Regions from separate parts of the Mus musculus genome. Here region 2 is linked to region 1. The links are chromatin contacts, called in public HiChIP or PLAC-seq maps. All regions are on one chromosome and are shown on one strand. Each heading gives the region's core, a stretch centred on a gene start, on an enhancer-like site or on the middle of the called end of the contact. The rest is flanking DNA. Distances are from core to core; before and after follow the strand shown. Region 1 overlaps Rapgef4 (Rap guanine nucleotide exchange factor (GEF) 4). Region 2 overlaps Map3k20 (mitogen-activated protein kinase kinase kinase 20).

Region 1 (3,967 bases), core at 611-3,110:
CAAGAAAATGGTGTCCATTCAGAACTGGCCCCTGGCTGCCCTGGCAAGTCCTCATTAAATCACCCAGCCTCTCAGCAGCCAACCCCACCCACCATTCTCCCTTGGGCTTTTACTCCTAAGAAAGTGAGTAACTGAAGACAGACCCGCATGCACAAAAGTGTTTGCTGTACAGTTATCCTAGCAAGGAGAAAGCAGACACGTGTGGGCACAGATAAATGCTTTTGTGGACAGCTGCTGATGGAGTGTCGGAACCTTTCATTACAAAGAACTCACTGACATGGGGAAAAAAATCTTTACAGAGCGAAGTAGAAAAAAAAAAGCAGCCTGCAAAATGCTGGGTACTCATGCGATTACAAGTCTCTCAAACATGCAAAGAACACAAGAGCAGACCATAACGCACCATGGTGGCACCACTCATGGAGCTGGAGCACTGGAGCGGGAGGACAAGGGCTGATGTTTTTCTTTTATTAAACATACCTGACAGTGAACATGCTAACAAGGTCTAGAACTGGCAATTGCAGAGTCTCTATAGAATTGGCTGTACACCCTGTGTCAGTGGACAAAAGGATATGAATGACCCCCACATACCTCCAGGAAGGCCATGGCCACATCATCTTCTTGGAGGAGATCGCCATACATGGCCGCCCACTGCAGGACCAAGCGGATGACCCGCCTCTTGTTGTTGAGGGCATAATCCATTCTCTCCTGCTCGGTACCTTGAGAAGGCTGTGCGTGGTAAGTGCCAAGGAGTCAAGGAAACCACAGAGCTACTTCCCACCCGTTTCGCTTGTGCTACGTGCAAGGCAGAGAATGACAGATCCCAGCTTTGGACTTATGCCATCTCCCACGTTGGTCCTCAAGGAAACTTCCCATCACAGTGTCTGAAGCACACACGCACACACTGTTGGTGACTCCTGATAGCTGACTGAAGAGTTAGACTGCAGGCTCCACAGACATGACCAGGATTCCTGCAGGGTCTAGCCTCGGTTCTCATTCTCCCTTCCTGTCCTATACCCCACCCTCCAGGACAGTAATGTGATTTCCCATTGCTTACTTCTGGGTATTTTGCCTCCTCCTGTTGGTCCCCTTAATTCTGCCCCTATCATTATGATCCTTCTTTGCATGAATTCCAATTTAACTCTTCTGAGTGGGGTACCCCATTCTGCTAGGACCATGGCTGGTGCAGTGTTTATAGAAACAAGCCAGGAGGATGTAGAGGAACTCACTCTGCATTACAGAGTCCCTAGTGAGAGCTCCAGACCCTCCTTATGCCACCTCTTCATCTCTCATCCAGAGCCACTGCCTACTTCATCATCAATTTGAGCCACGTGGCCGGCCATCTTAATTATAAGCCAGTGAGGCTTGGAGGGGATCTTTGTCCTGTGTTCTATACCATGCCTAGTGCTGTGAGCCTCGATGGCAAACTTTTTATTTATTCATCAGTAGAATTCAACACTTAACTGAGTGTCCACCACACGTCTAAAGTAAAGGGTCATACTGCCATTACCACTCCTGTGTAGACAGCACAAGTATTTTAGATCAGACACCCTTTTCCTTTTTTAGTGATTTATAGGCGCTCATATCATGGTCACCCTGTTCATAAAACAACTTAGCATTTATAGTTTATGTTATAAACTGCACAAAAGGGACTTTGGTGAAGCTCTATTTTAGCATCTGGCGACAAAAATGTTGTTTCCTTTCTAAAAGTGGGCAAACCAACACAAAAGGAACATAAAAGGCTATGATTATCTAGGGAGAGGGCACAGTTGGCTTTGAGTCCAAGACTCCCGACTCTGGCTAGCTTCATTCCCACTGAACAGCATTCCTGAGCCTTGTAGCAAATAACAAGACCAGCCTCGTCTGAGCTGACAGCCAGGCTTAAAAGGCACCATAGAAAACTGCCTCGTGGCAGTGCCGTACTTGAGAGCTAACGCAGCAAAGGGCCTTTCGGAAAGAACTATAAATAATCATGATCAAGGCAAATGACAGAAACTTAAAGCAAAGGTTTACTGCATGTAAATGGGTTGCAAAATGGCTTTCATAAATTGAGCACGAGATTCATAAAAAAAGAAAATTGCTCAACCTGTATTGCTACAATTCTCTCTGAGCTTACAATAAAAAAAAGGGAAGACAGATCACTTTATGTGAAAATTATTTCTTTTCTGATTAACCCTTTGGTCTCTTGCTTATATATATATGCATAACTCCGTTTTTCTTTCGTAAGAACTACAATACCGGGTATAAAGTTTCGTTACTGTTGCAACCGGCAAGCAGACGTTAGCACTGTCAGGGGTTGGCTCAGCAGAGGAGACTCTGAGCGTGCGTTCTTTGGTTCCCACTGTCTAGTGCTTTGATTTGGAGTGAGTCACTGCAAACTACAGACTTCTGTTTGCTCGCCCGAAGAAGAGATGAGATGAGACAGTTTCCAGCTTCTCTTTAGATATATCTATTAACACTAATGTAAGGCCGATTCAAAGAGAACTAGGTACCACAAACTAACATAACAAAAGTATACTACCTTCTCATGGTCTCTTTTGCTTAATTTGATACACCCCTGTGTTTTGTGTGGTGCTATAGTTTTCATATGGCATGCTCCCACCAAGATTCATGTTTGGGCTTTAATTCTTTAATGCAACACTGCAAGGCTATGTCTTTAAGGGACACTGATGTTTTTGATGAGAGACAATATTCGTTCTCGGGAGTGGATTGGTGCTTTCTAGAGTGGATCGTTATACAACATGTGGGTTTCTTTCTTGGCTCTTTCTTCTAACATGCCCATTAGCCCTTCTGCGTGGAGAGGGATGATGCCCCCAGCAGCCCGTGAGGAGATACCGCCCCCTCCCCTGAACTCCCAGCTCCCAGAACTATGAGCAGCTACATCTCTTTTCTTTATAAATGACCCAGGGTCTGGGTGTCGAGTACAAGGACAGGAAATAAATCCAGACACATGGAAACTGGGCTTAGCTCTATTCTAAACTTTCATTTCTGGAGTCAGCAGAATAAAGTAGGGATGGCTAAGATGGAAGCAGGGGTGTGGAGTTTGGACAGGCTTGGTAAGTATGAGGTAGGAAAAGTATGGGCTCAAAGTAGGATGGGTTTGAAGGCTCCCGATATGCCAGGCTTACGCTGAGCTCACTTTACACCAGCTATCTTGACTTTGAGCTGTGGCCATAGTATATATTCCCAAGCCTTCTCCTCAACCTAGGCTTCTCTCTATCCACTTTGATAGAAAACTGGGTGATGATGTCTATTAAAAAAACTTTCTGATGGCCTTATTCTGTGAAAATGTGCATATATTTTTGAACATGTCATACCAACTTTAAAAGAAAATCACACTGTGCCCAGACTAGCTGTACAGTCTAGAGTCTTTAAAAAGATTTCATTACACATGAAATATGCTTTACAATTACTTAAAGATGGTGACACTATACAAGGAAATGGAGGCTTCTACTGAGCTGGTGTACACAGTGGGAGCCTTGCCCTAAATTTAGAAGAATCACCTCAAGAGGAAACGAGGGAAGTGATGATTTTTTTTTTTTAAAAAGATGCATTTGTTTTTGTTTCATGTTTACAGGTGTTTTATTTGCATGTTAAGTGCATCATGTGCATGCAGTACACACAGAGGCCAGCAGAGGGCATTAGATTCCCGGGAACTCAAGTTACAAATGAACAGCCCTGTGGGTACTGTGAAATAGACTCAATTCCTCTGCAAGAACAGCAAACGCCTTTAATCACTAAGTCATCCACATCTCTAGCCTCTTGATTTGGTTCTTAAGAGGCAACTGTATTTTAAAATAGATTAGTGAACTGTTCAAGAGAACTCCAAATATTTTACAGATATGTGGGCAAAGAAATCATTCAAGCTGAGTTACTTATTTAAAAAGACACTCCATAAAATAGCTGTGCAGCGGTGGGGATAGAATGGGCCTGGATCCTTCCTGTCTCTTGGAATATTGCATTGGATAAT
Region 2 (3,967 bases), core at 577-3,076, 190 kb before region 1:
CCTTTTCTGACGAGCTGCTGAACCCAAAAATACTGTGGAGAGAGGACACACATGGTTTGGGAGGTTCACACACAGGCAGTAGTCATTCTTAACGATTACAGTCTCCCATAGATTCTGATGTTTTTAACTGAACCACAGAGGAAAGATGGAAGAGCTCTCTTGGTAGTTTTAAAGCCTCAAGCTTTCCAACTGGAGATATTCCTCCCGTAGGGGGATTGGGCAGCTGGGACACTTCTGAGGGAGAGAGTTTACATCTCTCCTAGAGGTGCCGCTATAATGACTTTTTCACTCACTCATGCAGGTGGGGATTGCCATGGTACTTTTTTTCAGGAACTGTATGAGCAACAAGGACCACACAGCAGTGGACAGAGAGATGGGACAAATGATGTCCCCTGCTAGGCCTGTCAGGTCATGGCAGCCACATGGGGTGACAGGCAAAACATGGTTCTTTCTGTGTCCACTGAGGTGGTTACACCCAGAGGTCTCTTGGCCTTGAATATCACTGGGCCCCTGTTTACTGGTGGCCTAACATTACCTTGGTGAAGATACACAGAGGAGAGGCCGGACTCAGTCATTCTGATTCCCTGGGTCCCTTGACAATGGACTTTTAGCCAAATGGCATGGGAGCCACTCGACCTGGCAGCACAAACTGAGACTGGCTCCTAGAACCCAGATCTTTCAAATCTACCTCTTTCCAAAGGAGGAGATGGGCCATCCCTGTAGCTGGGGAGGAAGCAATTATGTACAGGGCTGGCAAGAGGCTTGGCTTCTAGGGTTCTGGGAATGAGAAACAGGAAGCTGGCATCTGCCTTCTTTACTTTGTGGAGTCTATGCTGCTGCCAAATGCTAAAGGAAGATACAAAGGGCAGAGAGGCATGCCCCAACCCCACACTAGGCTGAGCTGGAGAACAGATCTGGAATTTCTAGTGATGAGCCTTTTTCTTGAGATAGCTTGCTTGGGGTGGCTGTCTCCCTAGGGTGGAGCCCGTTCTTGGCAGCCCTACCTAGCACTCCATCTTCACATTCCTCTTCATTTAATGATGCCCGTGAGCTTGTAAAATGGACCTGGACAGGCACGGGCCCTGAGGGATCTCTCTCTCTCTCTCTCTCTCTCTCTCTCTCTCTCTCTCTCTCTCTCTCTCTCTCATCAGCACTCCTCAAAACCATTTCCCATTAAGGAAGCAGATCTGGAGACAGAATTGGCTACATGGGATTGTTCTTCAGGGAGTCTACCAGAGCTGCATGTAGCCCTTCTTTCGGACTTAAGTATCCTGCCTCCTGCAATGTCAGATTATGGGGAATGCTCTGTCCATTCCTCTTGGGGTAGGCCTGAGCAAGGAGGGCAGTTAAGCATTTTGTCATTTAAAGAGCAGGCCTGAGGTGGGAGAGGGAACCTGTGCAGAAAGCTCCAGGCTGTCCTTGTCTCTCTCCTCCATGCGCAAGTCTTCAGCTGGCACTGTAGGGAAGTTTAAGCATCTTTTCAAGTATGTGTATTTGACACTGAGGATCACGGCTTTTATCTTGTTGGTGGTGTACTGCATTCTGGAGTATTTCCACAGCCAGTGAGCCCTCTCCTAAGGCTTGAAGACCTAGTTGCTTTTACCATAGAGTCCTTACTTTCAATCTCTATTAGATTAGTTATGCAAAAAGAGGAATTTGTTGATTTCTGCTAGATAGGCCCAGATCTCTCTAACCGCATTTCTAAACTTGTGGGCAAATCTGTCGGCTTCCTGCCCAGATCTAAAGAGTCACTAACAGAGCGGCTTACCACATCGTCTTCAGTCCACGCACCAATCTCAAAGGAAGGCAGCAGCTGCGTGGGAGATATGAAGGAAATGAAAAGAGGGAAGCAAGATTATCCTTGCATTTGGTTTGTCTTCTCAGCTCCCCTGCCGCTCTGCCCTGCTTCCTGCTTCTGCTTGCAGGTTAGGGCCGAGAGGAAAACCGTTCCCTCACTTCTCAGAGCCAGTCCACGGGATGCTGAGCCCAGCAGCAACAACCCATTTCACCTTGTGAATGCCGTTTTAGTGGGACTTGGTACAAGTTGGTGTAGTCTTCTTTGGCAGGAATGGCTTTACAGCCCACAACATCATCAGCTATCACAGCAGCCTTAGAATTCTCAGCCAGCAGTAGGATAATGCAATAATTTACTATCCAAGCAACCCTAAGTAGCCGGGTGACTTATTTTGCCTGTTCTCACAGGGCAATTCCAGGGCTTAAACATCTGACTTGCATAGAGGAAACAGGCTATGTGAAGATGGAACTGTTCACAGGCATCCGGTTACTCTAACACAGACTAAAACATGTATCCCTATCAGGGAGACGGGGATTTGAAGAGTACTTTAGCCTGTGCTGGAGAAATTTTCACATCAGTACGTCCCGCAGTTACGGGCTAAATAGCAAATGCTCCCATACAAATGCTCCCATAACTTGAGAAGGCCCATGGCCTGTGGGCTAGGGTGTGGTACAGTCATTAGCTTCAACTAGCTTGAGTTGTCAAAATGTTTAAATGATTCATGAAAGAATATGCAAAAGTACCACCCAATCTCTGTTACAAACAGTGCTTACTGTATACCCACAGGCTCAAACTGCTAGGAGAGGCAGAGTCCCTATAAGGAATTTTACTAGAACGGAGTGAAATGTGTGTGGATTATATTTGAGAGAAGCCACCTTTATTATGTCTTTTTTTTTTTTCTTTAAGTTCCTAACTCACAATACTTGGTATGTCTGCATGGGCGCGCGCGCGCGCGCACACACACACACACACACACACACACACACAGACACACACACACACACACACACACACACGTACATGCATTGTTCACAAAAGCCAAAGGACAACTTGGGTGTCATTCCTCGGGTACTACTCTCTGGGCTGGAAGTCACCAACTAGGCTGGGCTGACTCTGAGCTTCAGAGACCTAGGTACCTGTCTGCCCCTAGCACAGGGTATAAGTGCACGCCACAGCAATGGGCTTCTTGTGTACATTCTGGTGTTGGACTCAGGTCCTCTTCTATGCAAAGCGAGGATTTTACCAACCACGTTCTCTATCTCGCCCTGCCCACTTAATCTTTACTGTACTACCTTACAGAATGAATACAATCGGAGGATGCATGTATTCAGTCTTCTCAGTGTGACAGGCACAAAGACCCATGCTCCATAGCATACGGCAGGGGAATGGAAGGCAAGTGGGCTGAGCTGGGGATTGCAGACCCAGGGGTGGGGTGGGGTAGGGTGGGGTGCGGTTGTGGTAGAAGAAAAGGCAAGGAAGAGGGAGTAGGTGAGACACCGGCCATGGGGGACGAAGTGGGTGTGGCATGTTCACTTAGACTAGAGGATGGAGTGAGCTTGTGTTGGAGGAAAAAGAGAAAGAAGCTGATTCTGGGTGTGGCGAACATATTATGGTAGAGCCTCTTGCTAAAACACCAACACGGGCGTGCAGACCTTGAGTGCTACATCTAGGCTGCAAGGATATAAACCGTGTATTCGAGTCAATGATATGCTCCCCGTACTCTGCTGCTACTGTGCTTTCTCTGGAGCACCCGAGCTGCGACGGCGTCGCCCAGCACACTCACCTGCTTTAATAACGTGGATGGGTGACTGGAGGAGGAACATCTAGAGTTGATCGCCATCAAAGAAAACGCATGGCAAGCTCTACTTCTTCAAAGGGCAGCTGTATCCAGCTGCAGAAACATGCCATCATCTTTGCCCATTACAGACACAAATGTGGAATGAGAGACAGCCGGACACTAGTATAGCTGGTCTTTATAGGATGTCAGTGCATGTGTGAATGTGGTGTGGTGTGGTGTGTGTGTGTCTCGAGAATGTGTGTGCATGCCTGCGAGTGTGTCGTTTTGACTTCTATATAATTTCCAAATGTTGTGCTACACATAATTGAGAAATAAGTATTTCTTGAATCAAGATTGCAAATGAAAGAACCAACACCTCCAGCTTTAATGTGCAA

What was found. HiChIP or PLAC-seq counts read pairs in DNA pulled down with a chosen protein or histone mark.
Region 2: an H3K4me3 HiChIP or PLAC-seq map of bone marrow-derived macrophages shows a contact between it and region 1, with 3 times the contacts expected there. The contact joins two enhancer-like sites. A contact is called at or near these places in 3 of 39 promoter capture datasets (the C10 cell line, the HPC-7 cell line and liver), 2 of 484 Hi-C or Micro-C datasets (bone marrow-derived macrophages and granulosa cells) and 2 of 115 datasets of contacts at active chromatin or transcription factors (bone marrow-derived macrophages and embryonic basal ganglia).

The regions. Positions count from the first base shown.
Region 1 is chr2:72,219,789-72,223,755 of GRCm38.p6, reverse strand. It overlaps Rapgef4 (Rap guanine nucleotide exchange factor (GEF) 4), which reads right to left. Exons shown (of 31, transcript NM_001204165.1): 18 at 589-739. Among named protein-coding and RNA genes, the nearest start is that of Map3k20, 64 kb to the left of the region's middle. Within about 2 kb of position 1,860, at least 13 of the 459 cell types and tissues checked have an H3K27ac peak or open chromatin away from gene starts, as enhancers often do. A contact at or near this core is called in bone marrow-derived macrophages, where this site is marked.
Region 2 is chr2:72,407,995-72,411,961 of GRCm38.p6, reverse strand. Map3k20 (mitogen-activated protein kinase kinase kinase 20) reads right to left here. Exons shown (of 20, transcript NM_023057.5): 12 at 1,769-1,813; 13 at 2-32. Among named protein-coding and RNA genes, the nearest start is that of Gm39847, 55 kb to the left of the region's middle. Within about 2 kb of position 1,826, at least 40 of the 459 cell types and tissues checked have an H3K27ac peak or open chromatin away from gene starts, as enhancers often do. A contact at or near this core is called in bone marrow-derived macrophages, where this site is marked.